2 separate regions of the Gossypium hirsutum genome follow, and region 2 is linked to region 1. A link is a contact called in public Hi-C data. All regions are on one chromosome and are shown on one strand. The core of a region is the stretch at or near the end of the contact, and the rest is flanking DNA. Distances in the headings are between cores, read along the strand shown. Region 1 holds the start of LOC107897020 (peptidyl-prolyl cis-trans isomerase CYP22). Region 2 holds the start of LOC107897026 (aspartyl protease AED3).

Region 1 (5,495 bases), core at 2,823-5,322:
AATGTCTTGGACAAAAAACTATGAACATGATAAAGTGGCACAACTATGATCATAATAACATGTCTTAATTAAGACAGAATATTCATCTAAAGTATAACATGAAAAATCAAGTTGCAACTTACAAATCGTACATAAAAAGAGCTTTATTTGATGAATTAAATTCGATTTTATAAAATTCATAAAAAAAATCAAAATTATAGCATAATAAAAATTACAAATCTATAATTTTAGTTTTTTATATTTGTGATTATAATTGGACCTATATAAAATAATACCAAGTTTTAGATAAAATTTTAACTCTCTTGACAGTGGAGTTAATCATTCAGCTTATGCTAATATATTAAGAAGATCCTACTTTACTAAGTTATTTAGATAAACCCTTGCTATCAATTTTTTTTTTCAATTTGTTTTTTCTAACATATTTAACAAATAAATTGAAGGTTTCAATTTTTCTTTCCTTTCAAAAAGTTTCAATCTTTCGTATATTTATGTACTGAAAAATTTTTCTACTGAGTTAATTTTTTTATGGATAATTACGTTTATTTTCTTTAAATTAAAAGTTATCTTTTTAATTTAATGTATTATTTATTTTATTATTTTTCACATGTAATTATCTTATTGAGTTATTTAAATAATAAATTATATCTCATTAAAAATATTTCACAAATAAAAGTCTACATCATCCTTGTTAATTTTTTTAATAGTACTTCCATTAAATCTATTAGAAAAAACATATTAAAAAAAACAAAAATTTATGGAAAAAAAAAGCTCAAAAATACAATTAAGGCATTTTTGACAAACTTGCAAACATTTGTCGCCAAATTTGTCATTAAACCAAACTCAAATAAACCCTTAAACTTTAATATCTACCCAAATAGGTTTTTAATCTTTGATTGGTATCTAAATAAGCCCCCTATATTAAGTACAAAAAAAAAGGAAGAAAAAAGGTAGGTTTTACTTAATAAAAGTAAACTAGTTCAAGGGCTTTTTTAAAAGTTTAACCTGTGTTTTCTTCATGATAAAACAACAGTAAAAAAATCTACTAGCGTTGCCTGACCAGAATAGTATACAATGACTCAATGGCATAAATTACTAATCCAATCATGTCCACTGCCTACTTAAAATCTCATTCAAATCAAGCATTTAACATTATTAGACGAACATTCATCAAACCTCCAATGCCAGCAATATATTGGTAATAAAATATTTCGAGCCAAAGGGGGAAAAGAACCCCAGAATAAAAAGTCAACAGACCTAGAGGCAATTAACTCTAAAATGGTTTTTAAAACATTTGTGGTTAGTCTTCAGCATATGAGTTATTGATATCACGTTTACATTTCCCCGCACTCAGCTATAATGCATGGTAGTTTTGGCCTATTGTTCGGACCTGTAGCCACATTCTCAATCTTCCGAACAACAAGAAGACTATCTCCGAGCACCCTCTACATGACCACAGACGAATTATTCATTAGTTCGAAGAAGTAACAATATTCTTCAACTTTACAGAAGGTAGGAAATCTTGATACATTCGGCACTAATAGGTTTGAGAACGTACCCCAAATACAACATGCTTATTATCGAGCCACTCGCATTTTGCACATGTGATAAAAAACTGCAGTCAATAAACACTGAAATCAATATAACCTAGAAGTTTATAACGGTAGATGATAAAAGTTCTACCGAGAACCTTTAGAAATCTTAACTAAAAGCACTCAAAGGCTTGATTTAATTTGCAATAGCCATGCTTCCACCCAATCTCAATTCACAAAACTGGGATTGGACAAACCAGAGAAATAATTCCCGTGCCCCTTTAATATATAGAGATGCTTGATCAATACCAATGCTGCGGGCATGAAAGCACATTGACATTCTTTTACATCATCAAATTGCATGTGTGTGCATGTGTATGTAAGCATATGTTACTCCAATTACTCATTTTTCTTGAAGTACCCAAGTCAAACACCAGTGTAAGATGCATTTCTGGACATGGTAATTGAGATATGACCCTTTAAATACATGGAAAACTTAGAAAAAACTGAACATGCCTAAGTTAGACAGGAATCCAAAATCCGAGTAAAATTTACGTAAGAGAGATAGAGTAAGTTACCTGACAACCATTGGTGTTTGGTCCACTGTTTGCCTGCAATGGAAACAGAAAAAGATAGCAATTAATAAATTTTCATTGAACTTATCCATAATATTCTAGTATCTTCATAGTTTTCTTTCTGTTTCTCCCTCCAGTGTTAAGAGAATGTGAATCTAACACCAGTTATGAACCCCAAGTTCTGGGCTATTGGCCTGGGTTCGAATCACAGTTGTACAAAAAAGATCACCAGTTTATCAACGAAACAGAGGTGTGATATAGAATATTGGGGACTGGAAGAGGACTATAAAAATTAAGGCACTTTGCAAAGATTATCGAGATATGGCAACAAAATCCTGTCCCACGAACCTCCCACATCTAAGTTTTCTCAATCACTTCCAAAATCAAAGAAGTCAATGCTTTCTATACCTTTCTTTATCAAAAAGGTATTTACAAAAAATGAAGAATCTTCGTTTGAAAAGTTTAGAGAAAACTGAGAAAAGAAAATATAGCTAAAGGAATACCATATAGAAAATAGCATACCATTGATAGCAAACCAGGACCAGTGTGTCTGGCAATGAAATTTTCATCGTCAAATTTGTGCCCATAAATGGAAGTACATCCACTACCATCACCCTGCAATGTAAGATTTCACTGTAACTAATACATAACATGGGAGAAAATCGTCTAAATAGCATCATCATTGTCAACAAAAAGTAATACTCCTGCAATATTTTACTCCAACTCTTTATTTTTGCTTGAGATACCCATGCCCGACATACATTTAGACTTGGGTCAGGAATATGATCCTCTAAGGACCCTCAAAAATATGGAAAGACAAAAAAAAATTAAACAGTAACTTAGCTCTTCTGCATCTTTTATGTTTAACAAATCAAATTTTAATGGTCTAAGCTAGACCTTCCATTACTTTACTTTGGCAAACACTACACTCCAATTTTTGGGTGAAAACAATCCTTAATAAGGATATTTGCGCCCTCATCCAGGCTACAATGGACATTTAACAAAGAACTTAACAACAGAAAAAAAACAACAACAATCTACTTCAATCATATCATCCTCTCAAGTCAGCAAGCCAAAACTTTTAACTTCTGAAATAATTTAAAAGGAGTCCCGCAAAATCATTATTCCCAGATACATAAAGAGTAAAGAGATCAATAATCTGCAAAAATCTGAAGAAGCTAATTCTGGGTATTTAGAACTAACATGGAGGAGCAAAGTGGCTAAGATAATAAGTGCAAAAAGAAAGCTAATACAGTAAAGTAACAACCTTGAGGAAATCTCCAGCTTGAATCATAAAATCTTTAATAACCCTATGAAATTGGCAACCCTTATAACCAACAGGCAACCCAGCTTTCCTGATATTCAATCCAATTAATAAAATGAGTAAGTAGGAATTATTTATTTTGATGAAGGTAACAACAAATTTTAAGGGAAAAAAAAAAGTGAACCTGTATTCGCCAGTGCATAGCTGCCTGCACGACGAGAAGAAAAATTGAAAATCAGAACAGGAATTTGGAAAAGTGAAAAGTAGTTATGGAAAAAGAACAAAAGAAGGGAAGTGAAAGGACCGAAAATTTTCGGCGGTTTTAGGGGCAATATCAGCGAAGAGCTCCATTTTGATACGACCGGCGGGGATAGAACCTATGGTTAAATCGAAAAATACGATTGGGTTTTTTGGATTCGGTGGCCTAACGTGCCACTCCACTCCGCCAGCACCGCCTCCGGACATCATCGCCGCCGCACACGCCTCTCTTTTTTCTTTTTGCTCTCACTGTTTAAGAACTTTGGCTCTAGTAAAAGATTCTGGGTTTGTAGGCTTTGATCTCTCCGGTGGCGCCGTCGAGATTTGAAAGCCTTTTCACTTGAACTCAAATTTAATTAATTGAGATTAAAAGGAACGGTTTCGCCATTGGTGTGATTGAAAAATTATTAAAAATTTAAAATTTTTTAGTTTAATCTGTTTTTAGTTGGTTGAATCAATTTTTAGTTGATTCAATTAGTTTATACTAATTTTCAATCTAATCAGTTCAAAGCTACTCTTTGAATCGATACCCTGATTGGTTCTTAATTCAATTAGTCCAACTGATCAATCTAGTACAATTCAAACAATAATAGTGGAAGTTAATATAGGTTTCAACCTTTGAAACAATGCTAGTGAAGAATAATCTTTCTTTTAACTACATCTAAGATCACTCAATTACTAACAAATTTACACTATGATCACTTAATTTAAAAAATTACAAATTTGTCACTAAATTATTTGAAAATCATTCTTTAAAGTCATTAAGTTGTTAAATTGCTAACATATGTTTGATGGTTGTTAACCTACTATTTATCAAAAAGTAAACTTACGTAAGGTCACTCAAATATTAGTAAATCTAAACTTTGGTTATTTAATTTCAAAAAGTGACAAGTTAGTTATGGAAATACACCCAAAGTTACTCCTTCGCAGTTGTATACTAGTAATTGTGCCACCGTCCAACTCTTCCTGTAGCAAAGAAACACACTAAACTAGATCTTTTTTCCTTTATTTTTCAACTTTATGGTTTAATTTTCCTTGAAGTGGCATAAAACTCCATTGATTTAAACTTGAAGCCATAAGAAGAAGCTCTTCAACGTCTGTCCATCTTCATCGGATGGGCAAATGACTTTGATATGTTCCTTTTCTTAACAAGACTTTCTCCTTTACCTTTTGGACTAAGCCTCCTCAACAGAAACTCTGTTACTAACTCCTAACTAAATTTGGTAAATTTGAGTTTTTTTTTTGGTGATATTTTGATTCTCTTCTTTATGATTTTATTTTGGTTCTTTGCATTTGTAAGTCCTATTTGGGGCTCACTAATAAAGTAGATTTTCTTCCCTTTTTTTTATTTTTTTTGAAATTTTTGTTTGCTTTGCTTTGATTGTGGTTGTGAGTTGTTGTTAATACTATTTGAATTATCAAGTTGGGGAATAATGGTGCAAAGATTGAACGACAATTATATGATTTTGGTCACTCAACACTTCAGTCAACCAATTTCAAAATGTTACAAGTTGGTCACCGACTTTGATTTGCATTGGAGACAATGAAGACTGACAATATTTGATCTTGGGTTTGCAAAATTAAATAAATTAATAAACATATAATTTGGCAAATCATCAAAATTCTAAGAACACCAACAATGAAATAAGGTGGATTTTAACCTAAAGGAACCTGCTAGTTCATAAACATAAAGCTAAACTCCTTTATTCTCCATCTAAAGAATATTGCGAGTGTTCATGGCGTTCACAATTTTTTGTTTTGAAATATTTGCTTTCTTATTTGAAACAATTCTATATGAGAAAAAGAAGATGAATTGGAAAGGGAAATAAGTACCTGAAATTGAAGTGTTGGAATGGAGCATATTTCATG
Region 2 (4,973 bases), core at 697-3,196, 190 kb before region 1:
AATTTTGATTTAGTCCTTTAATAGTTATAAAGATATAAGTTATTAAAATTGTAAAATTGCATTTTAGCTCTCGTAAAAATATATAACTTAATTTCAATTTTTTTTTTGGCTTCGCCCATGTTGTAGACAACTATTAAAGACAATAAATTTCAATGATGATTTTTGAAAATAATTTCAAAACATTAAAATAAATGAAATAAATTGTTGAAATTTTTTTATCCATCGGTAATGTCAATGAGTTGCTACTATAATTTTGAGTTTTAATATTTAAAAATTTATATTTCAAAACCCAAATTTGAATTTTTCAACAATGAGATAAACAAGTACAATTTGACAAATTTTATGTATTATTTTAACTTCTACCGCTTTTTCACTTTAAACTTTGATTTTTTGACCCCAACCAATACTTAAAAAAGATAGTTTTTGAGTGACTAAAACAAAAGCGACCTAAAAGTCAAGTGACTAAAATGAAAGTGCAAGCATAATGTGACATGCATAGTTAACTGCCATTAAAGATTTAACGTTTGAGTGATTAAAATGAAAGTGACCTAAAAATTGAGTGACCAACTAAGTAGTTTACCTTTTAAATTAATAAATTATATTAATACTAATGAATTTTTTTATAAATTTTTTGATACAATGTTTACTACTCATAAACCTTCAACTTTTAAATTAAAAAAAAATTCGTTTAAATATACTTAAACTCGTGTATTCTTAATTACTACAATAATAACAATACTTAATGCTCAATTATATATTGTAGGATAATCATTATCACCGCAATCTATTTATAGAGTTTAAAAAGACCACAACGGTAATAAATATTTTGCCTAAAGATATTTCTTTTTTTCTTATTGTTTGTGCCCCCTCAATTACGCCTAAGTTTCCTCCCTTAAGTTAGCTGTAAAAAATGATGCAACCAAATCATTCTCTAAGGAGTAGGGACTCAATTGTTATTGTTTTTAAAAATTGAAAATATTTTATCATATCACTGACTGTGACAGAAACCACTTTTTTGCTGCTTTAAAGTGGCAGTCAGCCCCCCTTAAATTTTCTATTAAACTGCCATAGTTAATTAGCGTAACTCATAATTAATATCCACTTTGATTTATAAAATCATTTTATTAAAAATATTGCATCTTATTTCATTATTTACATTAAAAAAATTTCAGAATTCGTGTTGGTCTAATGGTTAGGATTTTCATAATTTGAATTCAAGTTATGCTAATTTTTTTGTTGTCAAAGCATTACTCTCCTATTATAATTTACCAAAAGAAAATCATATTTAACACATCTACAATAGATATATTTATTTAATATTAATAGATTAATAATTTTATTTTTTTTAAAATAAATACAAATAATATTATCTAATTTACCAATATTTTATAAAATGAAATATAAATATTAAGAGAAATCCAAAAATGAAGTATTCAATGAGCATATTTTGAGATTTGTTTAGTCCCCAAGATGAACTATATATTTCCTCCCATGATGCACTACATTTCTTTAAAGATTTTCCAATAAAGCATGTCCTAGATCATGCTCCAAGATCTCTTTCTTCTCTTTCAATATAAAATATTATTATTTTTGGACAAAATGGGGTATTCTTTACTAGAAGTAGTAACTAAATTCTTCATTATATCTATTCTTTAAATAAATAAATAATTAATTATAAAATATACTCTACTCCTATAAATAAGTATAAAAGCTCAATCACATAACTAAAAAATAAATTAAGCAACTAAATAAAATATTATTGAAAAAGATTACAAGTAAAAGTAGATTCTATTTCAAGGTAGAATTGTTGAAGTAGGGATAGAGGTATAGCCTACAAAAAGCAAATGGATTATAGTACACTTTTTGAATAAAGAAATAAAATGTAATTTAGCGATCTCTATAATATTTTTACCCACACTCAAAACTTAAAAATACTTTATATCTTTCATTTTTTAATAATTTAACTTTTTTTACAATGCACCATGAACATATGTCATCTTTTTAATCTTGTTTGACATTATATCATATATAGAGAGAGACACACACTCACTTCCCACACTCTCTGTCCCTAAACCTTGAAGAAAAGCTTAAACTATGAAAACCCAAATTTTTTGTCTAGTTTTCCTCTTCATTTCGGTAGCAAAAGGCCTGAATCCCAAATGTGACATCCAAGACCATGGCTCAACCCTCCAAGTGTTCCACATTTACAGTCAATGCTCACCCCTCAAACCCTCAAAGCCACTCTCATGGGAAGAGGATATGTTGTCAATGCTAGCCAAGGACCAGGCCAGGCTGCAATATTTGTCCAGCCTGGTGGCTGGGAAATCTGTGGTGCCAGTAGCTTCAGGCAGGCAGATTGTGCAAAGTCCAACCTATATTGTGAGGATTAAAATAGGAACCCCACCACAAACCATGCTCATGGCCATGGATACTAGCAATGATGCTGCTTGGATACCTTGTAATGGCTGCATTGGCTGCTCTTCTAAGGTTTTTAACACTGCTAAATCCACCACTTTCAACACCCTTGGCTGCCATGCAGCTCAATGCAAGCAGGTAATCCCTTTCATTTCTCCAACCATTCACACTTCTCACGCGCTTGTCTCGAGCCTTACAAACATTGATTAAGGCTGTAAGCAATGCGAAGTCAAAAGCTGCTTTTAACCCAAAAGCAACGCTAAACGGTTGTTTTTTTCGGATAAAGTTAGCAAAAGGGAAGAAACCAAGCCTTCTACTCCTACAAGTTTTTTCGAGTACTAAAAATGACAACTTCTTTCGCCACAATTTTATTTCCAAACTCAAAATTTTTCTAAATCCAAATTACCTCTTAACTACCAACATTTGTTAAGTCAAGTAGTAAAAAAATTAATATTTTTTAAATAGGATCTCAAGCTCAAGTCTTTTAGATAAGAAAAACATCATAAATGAAGCTTTTCGTAAGTTAATTGTGGCTCGAAATTATCCCTTCTAGCTAAAATGAAAGTTGTGTAGCCAACATGGGGAAAAAAAATTATGATACAACTTATAGACATGCATGAGGGGTATATGAGATGATTACTCTCAGCCAAAAATGTAAATTTATTTAACATATTTGCATATCATGTGATAATTTCAGGTACCAAATCCCACTTGCGGTCGCAGCGCGTGCATATTCAACATGACGTACGGCAGTTCATCAATAGCAGGAAACCTGTCGCGGGACACAGTGGCCCTAGCCACAGACCCTATCCCAAGCTACACTTTTGGTTGTCTCCAAAAGACAACGGGGAAGTCAGAGCCACAACAGGGATTATTGGGGTTGGGTCGAGGCCCATTGTCCCTTCTATCACAAACCCAACATTTGTACAAATCTACATTCTCATACTGCTTGCCTAGCTTTAGGTCACCAAACTTTTCTGGGTCATTGAGACTTGGGCCTAAAGGTCAGCCTATTAGGATCAAATACACCCAATTGTTGAAGAACCCTAGAAGACCCTCACTCTACTTTGTGAATTTGATTGGAATTAGGGTTGGAAGGAGGGTTGTCGATATCCCACCAAAGGCATTGGCTTTCAACCCTTCCACTGGTGCTGGGACCATCTTTGATTCTGGTATTCTCCTGTTTTTACTGGATAAATAAAAGCTTATTTGATTGCGTTCAAGCAATATACTAAACTTTGGTATTGAAATTAGGTACTGTTTTCACCCGGCTAGTAGAACCAGCCTACGTAGCAGTCCGGAATGCGTTCCGAAGGCGAGTTAAGGTGGCCAATGTGACATCCCTGGGAGGGTTCGACACATGTTACACGGTCCCCATCGTGGCGCCCACCATAACTTTCATGTTCACTGGCATGAACGTAACACTGCCACAAGAGAACCTACTAATCCACAGCACAGCAGGCAGCATAACATGCTTGGCAATGGCGTCGGCACCGGACAACGTGAACTCAGTGCTGAATGTGATAGCCAATATGCAGCAACAGAACCATCGTGTGCTTTTCGATGTGCCCAATTCGAGGTTGGGCGTGGCCCGTGAGCGCTGCACCTGACCAGACTGAAACCTACTTTTGGGAATGTGGAGACTGGAGGCAGTAATAGAATTATCTTCATATTTGGGTTTTAATGATTAGTTTACTAATGTTATGGGACATTTAAAAGTTACGACCAATCTTTTAAGTTGTCCAAGAAATCTCAGTTTTAATAAATTTTAATGCATCTCCTTTATATTAACAAGAGTTAATTCTTAAATACAACATTTATTTTAATAGAGTTTTCAATCTTAATATTTGCTAACAGCTAGATTCTACAACCCAACTACTTTCATATCTCACTTTAGTGGAAGAGAGTTAAGAATTTTATATGTATACAATAAATAACAGTTAATTTATTTATGCATTCATTGTGTCGTCTATTGTTCACAATAGATTAAGATTACTTCTTTGCAAGTATCTATATTATATATAAATATTTTGATTGAGATAGTGTCACCCATAATCGAGTCCCAATTCAATTGTTAAATTATCAAAAGAGTCTTATTTTAACAAAGAAATAAATATTAATTTAAGCGTATTTTTTATATAAAATTAAAAAATATACATTGGGGGAATTTGTATCCAAGAGGAGAAACATCCACTCTCCCAATTTTACCATTTCAACCAAAATAACATTTGATATTTACATCAATTCTAAAGAAATATATTACATAATTGTTTTCACCATGTGACAAAATCTCATGATTATAATAAGTGAATAATAATTCATTTTAGCTCAGGTGATGAGTATAGAATTTACATTGTATTTGCCAAGAGTTGTCACCCTTTTACCTCAAAATGGAAAACTTGAAGAACATAATAAACTTAAAGAACTCAAACATAAATGAATAGGACATATCAACTATGAATAACTAAAGATTTTTACAAAGATAGTGAAGAATAGAAAATGAAGAACACAAAATAAACATTAACAAGAAAATGATCTTGATCTTCACTACAAGATGC

What was found. Hi-C and Micro-C count contacts between places; a contact is called where the count stands out from the background.
Region 2: a contact with region 1 is called in a Hi-C map of leaf, with 2.4 times the contacts expected there. The contact joins the promoter of LOC107897026 here to the promoter of LOC107897020 in region 1. A contact is called at or near these places in 2 of 34 Hi-C or Micro-C datasets (fibers and leaf).

The regions. Positions count from the first base shown.
Region 1 is chrA05:108,803,616-108,809,110 of Gossypium_hirsutum_v2.1, reverse strand. LOC107897020 (peptidyl-prolyl cis-trans isomerase CYP22) reads right to left here and starts at 4,072. Exons shown (of 7, transcript XM_016822351.2): 1 at 3,673-4,072; 2 at 3,553-3,576; 3 at 3,372-3,459; 4 at 2,627-2,719; 5 at 2,108-2,140; 6 at 1,556-1,612; 7 at 1,127-1,442. The coding sequence starts at 3,836. The coding sequence ends at 1,332.
Region 2 is chrA05:108,987,956-108,992,928 of Gossypium_hirsutum_v2.1, reverse strand. LOC107897026 (aspartyl protease AED3) reads left to right here and starts at 1,946. Exons shown (of 3, transcript XM_016822355.2): 1 at 1,946-2,553; 2 at 3,113-3,587; 3 at 3,670-4,200. The coding sequence starts at 2,095. The coding sequence ends at 4,025.